Regions from separate parts of the Mus musculus genome. Here regions 2 and 3 are each linked to region 1. Evidence: chromatin contacts called from public HiChIP or PLAC-seq data. All regions are on one chromosome and are shown on one strand. Each heading gives the region's core, a stretch centred on a gene start, on an enhancer-like site or on the middle of the called end of the contact. The rest is flanking DNA. Distances are from core to core; before and after follow the strand shown. Region 1 holds the start of Vps39 (VPS39 HOPS complex subunit). Region 2 holds the start of Rpap1 (RNA polymerase II associated protein 1). Region 3 overlaps Ubr1 (ubiquitin protein ligase E3 component n-recognin 1).

Region 1 (2,700 bases), core at 84-2,583:
CCGGGTTCGTTTGGATCCGTGTCATCCATGTGACAAAGCTAGTGCCCTTAACACTGAGACTAGAGACAGGTGGGTCCCTGGAGCTTACTGGCTTGCCAGTGAGCTAGGCTGGCTAGTTGTAAAAGGGGTGGATATGTCTCAGAAACGAGCAAACAAAAACACAGGCCATTTCTCATAATGTGGAAAACAGCTGAGGAAGACATCTATCTGACCTCTGACCTGAAACATTGGTCAGTAACAGTGGCTCGCCAGAAGTGCTTACCAGATTGCATCTTCATTAATGTATCTGACCTTTGGGCGGGCTTCTCTAACATCTCTTGCAGGTAGATTCTGAGGTTGCTTCCCAACATCCTCCAGTGCACACATAACAGTCCCGTATGCAATCCCTAGGGGATTATGCCCGGGCTAAGGAACATTAGCCTATAATGGCTTTCCTGTTCAAGTGTATGAACTTACTTGAGTTCATACTACTCTCCAAAGTTTGAGTAAAGTTGGAATGAGGTCTGAGCCTGAATTTTTCAAAACTTGCTTGACTAGGCACTAGGAGAGAATCACTGGTCTACAGCTTTAACAATGTAAACCTAAGGTACAACTAAGAATTAGCTGAAATGTAATGATGGTACTGAAGCAATCTATTGACTGGCTAGAGTGTGTCAGACTTGACAGATGTTCACGATTCTAAGCAATCTTATTTTGAAGAAGGTTTTGCAGAGTATGAAAGTAAGGCCTGCAACAATCTATTTCCAAAGAAAAAGAAAAGCCAAATTTCCTAAGTGGTATATCTCCAACCCAAGACTGACGCCAAGGCAGAAGTTCCTTTTTCCTCCGTGGTTGGGAGGGCTGGTTTTTGAGACAGGGCCTCATGTATCCTAGGCTGGCTTCAAACTTGATACGTACTGAAGATAACTCTGAACCTCCTGCGTCCTGGGATGTCAGGCTGCCATCTCTCCTGACACGCAGCCCAGTGAGCTAAATTCCTCTTTATCGCGAGGTCTTCACTAAGTTGACTGCCTAAAATCAGTTTCTCGGGCTGGCGAGATGGTTCAGTGGTTAAGAGCACTGACTGCACTTCCAAAGGTCCTGAGTTCAATTCCCAGCAACCACATGGTGGCTCACAACCATCTGTAATGGGGTCTGATGCCCTCTTCTGGTGTGTCTAAAGACAGCTATAGTGTACTCATATAAATAAAACAAATAAATAAATCTTTAAAAAAAAAAAAAAAAAGATCAGTTTCTCTTCTACCACCACAAACACCAAGGGACTCTGAGCAGCTGGTATGGATGTGAACTCGGGTTGGGGGCGGAGCTTCTGCTGCGGAAGGGGCGGGCTTAAGGCAACAGGAAGTCCGGCGGCGAGGATGGAGTTGTTGCTGAAGGCCCTGTAGCAGGGGTCCCTGGTGGAATACGAGTCTTCCCTGTTTTCGGACGGCAGGCTCCTCCCAGCAGCAGGGGCGGGACAGTGGCGGTGAAGCTCCCGCAGCCATGCATGACGCTTTCGAGCCGGTGCCGATCCTGGAAAAGCTTCCCCTGCAGATCGACTGCCTGGCTGCCTGGGGTGAGCCGCGGGGCCTCGGGTCAGGGAGGCAGCGGCCCCTCACGCCGAGCTATAGAGAGGCAAGGCGTCTGACCCTGTGGGTGGGCTGCGGACGCAGGCTGTCAGAGAGGGCGGACGTGACTGGACCCCGGGCGGCTTGCGTGATTGCTAAGGACAGTCCATTTGTGGACGCTCCGCGCTCTCTCTTGTGCGCTATGCAGTTGGAGGCTGAGCTCACATTATTAATGTGCTCTGTTGGGGCCCATTTCGGTTCCCAAGAAGTCTTGAGTGAAAAGGGCAAAGCCTGCCAGGTGCTTCACCTTGTTAAATGATTGCGGTGTGTTCTAGGTGACAGACAATGTTAGCACCGTATGCTTCAGAGCATTTAGTGTTCACTTAGTTTATTTTTCCTTTTAGTAGTTAGCTCATATAACTACCTTATGTCGTGAGGTGCCCAAGTTACCTGACTGAAGTGGAAGAGCATCATAACAGATTGCTGTGAAACCTGACCCATGCGACCTTGTATACTTTTTCTTGGGATTGACCAATGCAGAAAGCAAGGTCAGCATCCTTCATGTTTTCTGGAGTTCAAGAACGTAAATCTTGGCTCTCAGGCTACATCGAGTGCTTTTCTATGCATCGTTATTACCCATAACAGGCTACGTAAAAATAATTCAGTCTTTTCTGTTAATGTCCATGCCCTAAATATCAAGAAACATCAAGGGCCCATACAAAGGTAAAGTTCAGAATCTGTACGTAGAGTTTACCCTAAGGAAGGCACCACGATGGACCACAAGGAAATGTTGATGGTGACCAGTGTGCCGAGCATCTGTTGCTAGCGCTTCCCAGGCATCCTTGCAGGTTCTTTGTGGCCTCCTTAGAGGGATTCACATCTTTTTTTTTTTTTTTTCCCTGTGCTCTTCTTTGAGCAGCCCCTAGCCTCTGTAAAATAGTACCTCCAATGTAAACTGATGTAGTCCTTTGAATTAGGGAGAGAATAGAACCCAATTTCCTACAGCCATCTCAAGAAAACCTCATTTCCTGGAGGAAAGTGCTCTCAATAGAGAATAATACATGGAGGGGTTCATTTCTCTTTTGTTTCATTAAATATGTTCTGGATACCCACCTGTACCGTTCTCTCTACTATGGACAGGAATACAAGGATG
Region 2 (2,700 bases), core at 177-2,676, 570 kb after region 1:
TGCTGGGATTTGAACTCAGAACCTTCGGAAGAGCAGTAAGTGCTCTTAACCGCTGAGCCATCTCTCCAGCCCCCCAAAACACAGATTTAATAAATAGAAATAAAAAAACATTTTTAAAAATGAGCACCTGTTGTTCTTTCAGAGTTCAATTCCCAGCACCCACATGGTGGACCACAACCATCTGTAACTCCAGTTCCTGGAGATCTAACTCCCTCTTGTTGCTTCTCAGGGCATACACATAATGCACAAATATTCATGCAGGCAAATGTGTTTGTTTGTTTGTTTGTTTATAAAGACAGGGTTTCTCTGTATAGCCCTGGCTGTCCTGGAACTCACTTTGTAGACCATGCTGGCCTCGAACTCAGAAATCTGCCTGCCTCTGCCTCCCAAGTAAATGTGTATATTTAAAAGGAAATAAATATAAAAATTAAAAAAAAAAAAGGTTTTTGCCCATAGGTGATGGCACACACCTTTAATTCAAGAGACTGAATTTGAGGCCAGCCTGGTCTACAGAGTGAGTTCCAGGATAGCCAGGACTGCACAAAGAAACCCTGACTGGAAAAATGTAAAAACAAACAAAATGAAACAAAAAAAAACCAGGGTCTCACTGTGTAACCTAAGTAGACATTGAGTCTGTCATCCTCCAATATCAGTCTCCCAAGTGCCAGAATTACTCAAGCCTTTCATATCACAAGGCTGAAAGAACTTCTCTTGTGAAAAGGTAACTACTAATTGCAGCAGTCTGCTCCATACAAGTGGTTAGTGCAAGTGCTTGGGTTTCAGACCATCCAAGTTTAGAAGTTCAGGGGGCAGAACTGATTGGTAAAGTTTTGTTTTGTTTTGTTGTTGTTGTTTTATCAAAGTTGATTCTGGCTAGACCTTAAAGGGGATAAACTTTGTGGGAAGGGACGGCAGGGAAGGGGGTTGAATTCCCAAGAGGAGAGACTGACATAAACGAAGGGAAGATGCTTAGGAAGCGGGTAACCTTGATGACAACCAGTTTCTTTAGTCTTCTCACTAACACCCAATTCTTACAGTGCTCTCTGGGAGAGTTGCTTTCTTTGGATCTCCCTCTCACAGTTACCTTCTCGCTCGTCTAAAAGCACACTGGGGAGATCGCATTGGTTTGTGTGCAGACTTTTGTATGCTGAGTGCGGGGAGTGGAGCGGGAATACAGGACGCAGTTAAGCACGGTGTTGAGTGCAGAAGGACGTTTGTGCAAGTTTTTACATCTGCCGTGCTGTGGAAAGACCTGGGTCTGCATTACATCAAACGCGTGTGTTCCCAGCGTCTGTGTAAAGAAAGATTAGTCGCCGCAGGCTTCGCCGCTTGAGGTTCAGAGACACAACGCTGAGCTGGGAGCCCTCGAGCTCCCGGGCGAGCCACAGCGCGGCAGGCGGGGCTGCTCGGCGGAAGCCGAACTCTAGAGGCGGCGGAAGTGCCAGTCCGCACGGCCAAGATGGCGGCGCCCAGGCGGGTTTGGTTGGAGTAGGTTGCTGTTTGCAGAGACCCCGATCAAGTTACTCAGGTGGAGAACCCAGAAGCAAGGTGTCTGGTTACTTTATCATACCTGCTTGGGAGTCTTTGCACAGAAGTAGCTTGTGTTACCTAAACCTCGGGTACAGCTCTTCATTTCGAGCCTCACGAGCTGTCTCTTGGTTGCAGACGCGGGCGATCCAGGATGCTTAACTAGAGCCTGAGGTGCAATCTCTGGATTGGTCGTGTCGCCGATAGGCTGCGATGTAAGAGGCTATTCCAAAACCCAGTAAATCCATTGTTAGTTTTCCTTCGCTTTAGAGGTTATCTGTCGGAATTATCCTTATTATAATTCAAGGCGTAACTTTTAGCACTAATTGATTTTAGACAAATCCCCCCCCTGGAGTTTGTGGGGGAGTACATTTGCTTCTTTATGTAGCATGGGACTTGCTGTTTTCATTCACTGAAGTTTATTTATATAACAGATACTGTGGAAGGCACGCTGCATGCAGTAATAACTTGCTGTTGTTTTGAAAGGTTTCCTGTATCCCAGGTTGAATTGAAACGCCTTATCTTCCTGCCTCCACTTCCCAAATGCTGGGATTAGTCTGTCTCAGCCTTGTGCATTTTACAGGCTTGAAACTTAATTTGGAATAGCTTAAATAATTTGCCTAATTTTACACTAGTAAGTAGTGGAGCTAGTATTTTATTTCTGACTTAGGTTTCTAATGTTGCTGTTAAACAACCCGTCACAGCCCCGTGTTTGTGTGTGTATTTACTGGGCAGTGAAACTACTGGGGTTCGGGAATCGTCTCACAAACACCAATCTCAGACAGGGATAGTTTAGTGAGCATATATTCCATGACTTGACCAAATTCCATGGTCCAGATTTGGGAACTGGACCATACCCCTTGAATTAAGATCCTACAGGATTTTTAGGCCCCAAATCCACAAACATCTGTGCCAAGTTATTCAGGATTTAGGGATGGAGGATTTCCTTGGGAACATGTCTTTGTTGTACACCACTCACTGTGTTCCTATTGGTTGGGGTATTCAACTGTGGCAGGGGACTTGCCTTATCTAATATTCAGGTCTTAACTTGTCTACTGGGATGGGACTTGTCTAACATTCATGTGTCTTAACTTGCCAATTAGGAGGTCAATTACGCAAGTACATGTCTCTTTGTGCCAAGTAAACTTGACTTGACCACTACTCAAGATGGAA
Region 3 (2,767 bases), core at 140-2,639, 600 kb before region 1:
CAAGAATCGCTACACCAGCTTGTTTATAATTTCCCTTTGATTGGTGGGCTTATTTCTAAATTTTGACTCCCAGTTTTTGGATGTCTTTGCTAGTTATGTGAATTTCTTGGTGATAACAGTTTCTCTAAGAAATTCCTGTGCTAGAATACTCTTATTTCTCTGTCAACTTTAATAGATAACTTTTCAGGGAAGGATAGCAATTTTGGTTGACAGTTTCAGGGCCATACTTTTTCTGACTTTGAGGACTGCTAATGAAAGATTAATGTTGTTCTGATCTTTCTGCCTCTGAATGTGAGTTAGTGTGTTCTTTTACAGATATTAGTATTTTGTGTTTTTTGTTTGTTTAGTTTGTTTTAATTTAAATATGCCGTGGAGAAATTCTTCTCTAGGAAATTCTTAATTATAATTTAAAAAATAGTTTGTCTAAGCCTCTTTACATGATTTGCCATAACTCCTTAAGCTAGGCCATGGATTCTAGGTTAGATTTCTTGATGTATCCCGGACTTCTTGGAAGTTTTGGTTATCTTCATAATTTTTTTTTCTTTCTGTAAGCCTGTATGTGTTATTGTCCCAACTGGTGCCCCCCTCTGGAACTAGTCCTTAGCCCTTGGTCCTGGTCTGCTGTGACTTTGGTTTTTTTCTTTCATTTCCAGAATTTGGTTTGGCTCTTTTTTTGCATGTTTCCTTGCCAAATTCTCCCTTAATTTTCTCTCAAAATTACTGATACTTTCATCTGTTTCATAACTTTCTTGTGTTGATCCTAACTGACTTCTTAACCTGTTTATAGAATTCCTGTGTATGGTTGTTGATCCTGTTTTTAAAACTAGACTTTGAAATCCTTAAGCCTTTTAGTTAGGTCATTATCTTTGTGTTGGTGTTGTGAGTTTGTGGGAGTGTGTTGTGGTGCTGTCTTTGGCGTTCTTTTGCTGGGCTTGCACTTTCATTGGCAATTCCCATCCCTAGATACAACCTTTTGTTCTGGCAATCTGTTCTAATCTTCTGGCTCCCTCTTATTCTTTGTCTTCAGCTGCCTCTGCTGCCCTGTACTGTACTGCATGGACTCAGGGAAGAACTCAGCTCCACTGCACTGCACTCAGTGCACTCAGTGCACTCACTGCACTGCACTCACCTCACTGCCCTCACTGCACTGCAGTCACCATACTCACTGCACTGTACTCTCTGCACTGCACTGCACTGCAGTCACCACACTCACTGCACTGTACTCTCTGAACTGCACTCAGTGCACTCAGTGCACTCACTGCACTGTACTCACCTCACTGCCCTCACTGCACTGCAGTCACCATACTCACTGCACTGTACTCTCTGCACTGCACTCAGTGCACTCAGTGCACTCCCAACTGACTCCTTCTCTGTCTCTGGGCTCCTCTTAAATTGCTTCTCTTTCATGTGCGTCTCTTTCCTCTTAAGAATTGGGAGTATCCTATTTCTGACTCATTCTGTCAGATCTTTCTCTGATTCATTACTTTGTTTACTCCTCAATTAGCCACTTTTCAAACATGGCCTCTTCCTTCTACAAACATACTGGTGTGTGCTAAGGGATTGTCTGTATTCCAGCCAGAAGGGTTAAAAGTGTGTGGCATGTCTACATTCCAGCTGGATCATACAGACCTAGGTCTTTGGATGTGATCCCTTGCCAGGGCAGCCATGCCATTGGATTATAATTCATCTACATTGGAGCTCAATGTTTCAGAATCCTTCTGTTGACCCTGTTCTGGAAGAACTGTCAATCAGATGAACTCGACTGAGCTAAGATATGTAAATATTACAAAGAACAAAGTGATGTAGTCATGATTGTAAGCCAAAACAAAACAAAACAATAAACAAACAAAACAAAACAAGAACTCAAGAAAATTAACCAAAAAGAAATGAGAAACTTTAGTACAGTTTACAAAGATTTCTAGTCTTTTTTTGTTTGTATGCTTGTTGCTCTTTAAGACAGCTGGCCTGAAACTCAGGTTCCTCCCAAGCAGAGCCTTCCAATTGCTGGGCTTGTATCTGTTTACTACTATTTGCACTGAAATAAACAAGCAACAGTAAAATGTCTGCTTTTTTTGTTTAATATATTTAACAAATATTTTTGATTGGCCATATGAGCAATGCCTTTTAGGAGATGGAATGGGAGATGTTTAATTCATTTTGATAGAAAACAATAAAATGCTTAGGTGGAGGGGGGTGAGAATTGTGCTAGATTCATTCATTTTGAGACAGGGCCTCTATGTAGCCGTGGCTAGCCTGGAACTCACAGAGATCAGCCTTACTTAGCCTCCAAAGAGCTAGTGGTAAAGCCATGTCTCACGTATCCAGGAAGCTAGCTTTATTTTTAGAAATCTGAATTCAGTCTCAAATCTGATCTTGGACATTTTTGGATTTAAACTTATTTTGGGAAAGTAATCAGTATTCTGGAACTGCTTATCTGGAGGTGGGAGAGGACGGCTTTAGGTAGCACGCTAGCTCCTGCAGCACTGTGATTTCAGCCTTTATTCCCTCTGCCTTGGTGAGTGTGCTATCCAGATTCTGCCAGGCACATGGAATTGTGCCAAGCTTAGTGGAGCATCACCAAACATAAGCAGACCTAACTAATAGCGCTGGAAGCGAGTTGTGGAGCATTGAAGAAAGGCTCCTTTAAGATGAAAGGAAAAGCAAGTTCTCCCGTATTTCTGTTGTTTATTTTCTTGTTTTGGTTTTTTTCATTGTTTTTATAACTTCTGGTTCTCTTGTCCCAGTTGGGTTTATTTCTAAGATGCAA

What was found. HiChIP or PLAC-seq counts read pairs in DNA pulled down with a chosen protein or histone mark.
Region 2: a contact with region 1 is called in a FOXA1 HiChIP or PLAC-seq map of pancreatic cancer cells. The contact joins the promoter of Rpap1 here to the promoter of Vps39 in region 1. A contact is called at or near these places in 1 of 484 Hi-C or Micro-C datasets (embryonic stem cells) and 1 of 115 datasets of contacts at active chromatin or transcription factors (pancreatic cancer cells).
Region 3: an HNF4G HiChIP or PLAC-seq map of pancreatic cancer cells shows a contact between it and region 1. The contact joins the enhancer-like site here to the promoter of Vps39 in region 1. A contact is called at or near these places in 8 of 39 promoter capture datasets (the 3T3-L1 cell line, the HPC-7 cell line, embryonic stem cells and 4 more), 1 of 484 Hi-C or Micro-C datasets (double positive thymocytes), 3 of 115 datasets of contacts at active chromatin or transcription factors (astrocytes, bone marrow-derived macrophages and pancreatic cancer cells) and 1 of 9 other capture datasets (adipose tissue).

The regions. Positions count from the first base shown.
Region 1 is chr2:120,351,770-120,354,469 of GRCm38.p6, reverse strand. It overlaps Vps39 (VPS39 HOPS complex subunit), which reads left to right and starts at 1,333. Exons shown (of 25, transcript NM_178851.4): 1 at 1,333-1,555. The coding sequence starts at 1,483.
Region 2 is chr2:119,786,263-119,788,962 of GRCm38.p6, reverse strand. It overlaps Rpap1 (RNA polymerase II associated protein 1), which reads left to right and starts at 1,426. Exons shown (of 25, transcript NM_001163701.1): 1 at 1,426-1,548.
Region 3 is chr2:120,951,178-120,953,944 of GRCm38.p6, reverse strand. The region is part of intron 4 of Ubr1 (ubiquitin protein ligase E3 component n-recognin 1); the gene reads left to right. Among named protein-coding and RNA genes, the nearest start is that of Ubr1, 18 kb to the left of the region's middle. Within about 2 kb of position 1,389, at least 19 of the 459 cell types and tissues checked have an H3K27ac peak or open chromatin away from gene starts, as enhancers often do. A contact at or near this core is called in pancreatic cancer cells, where this site is marked.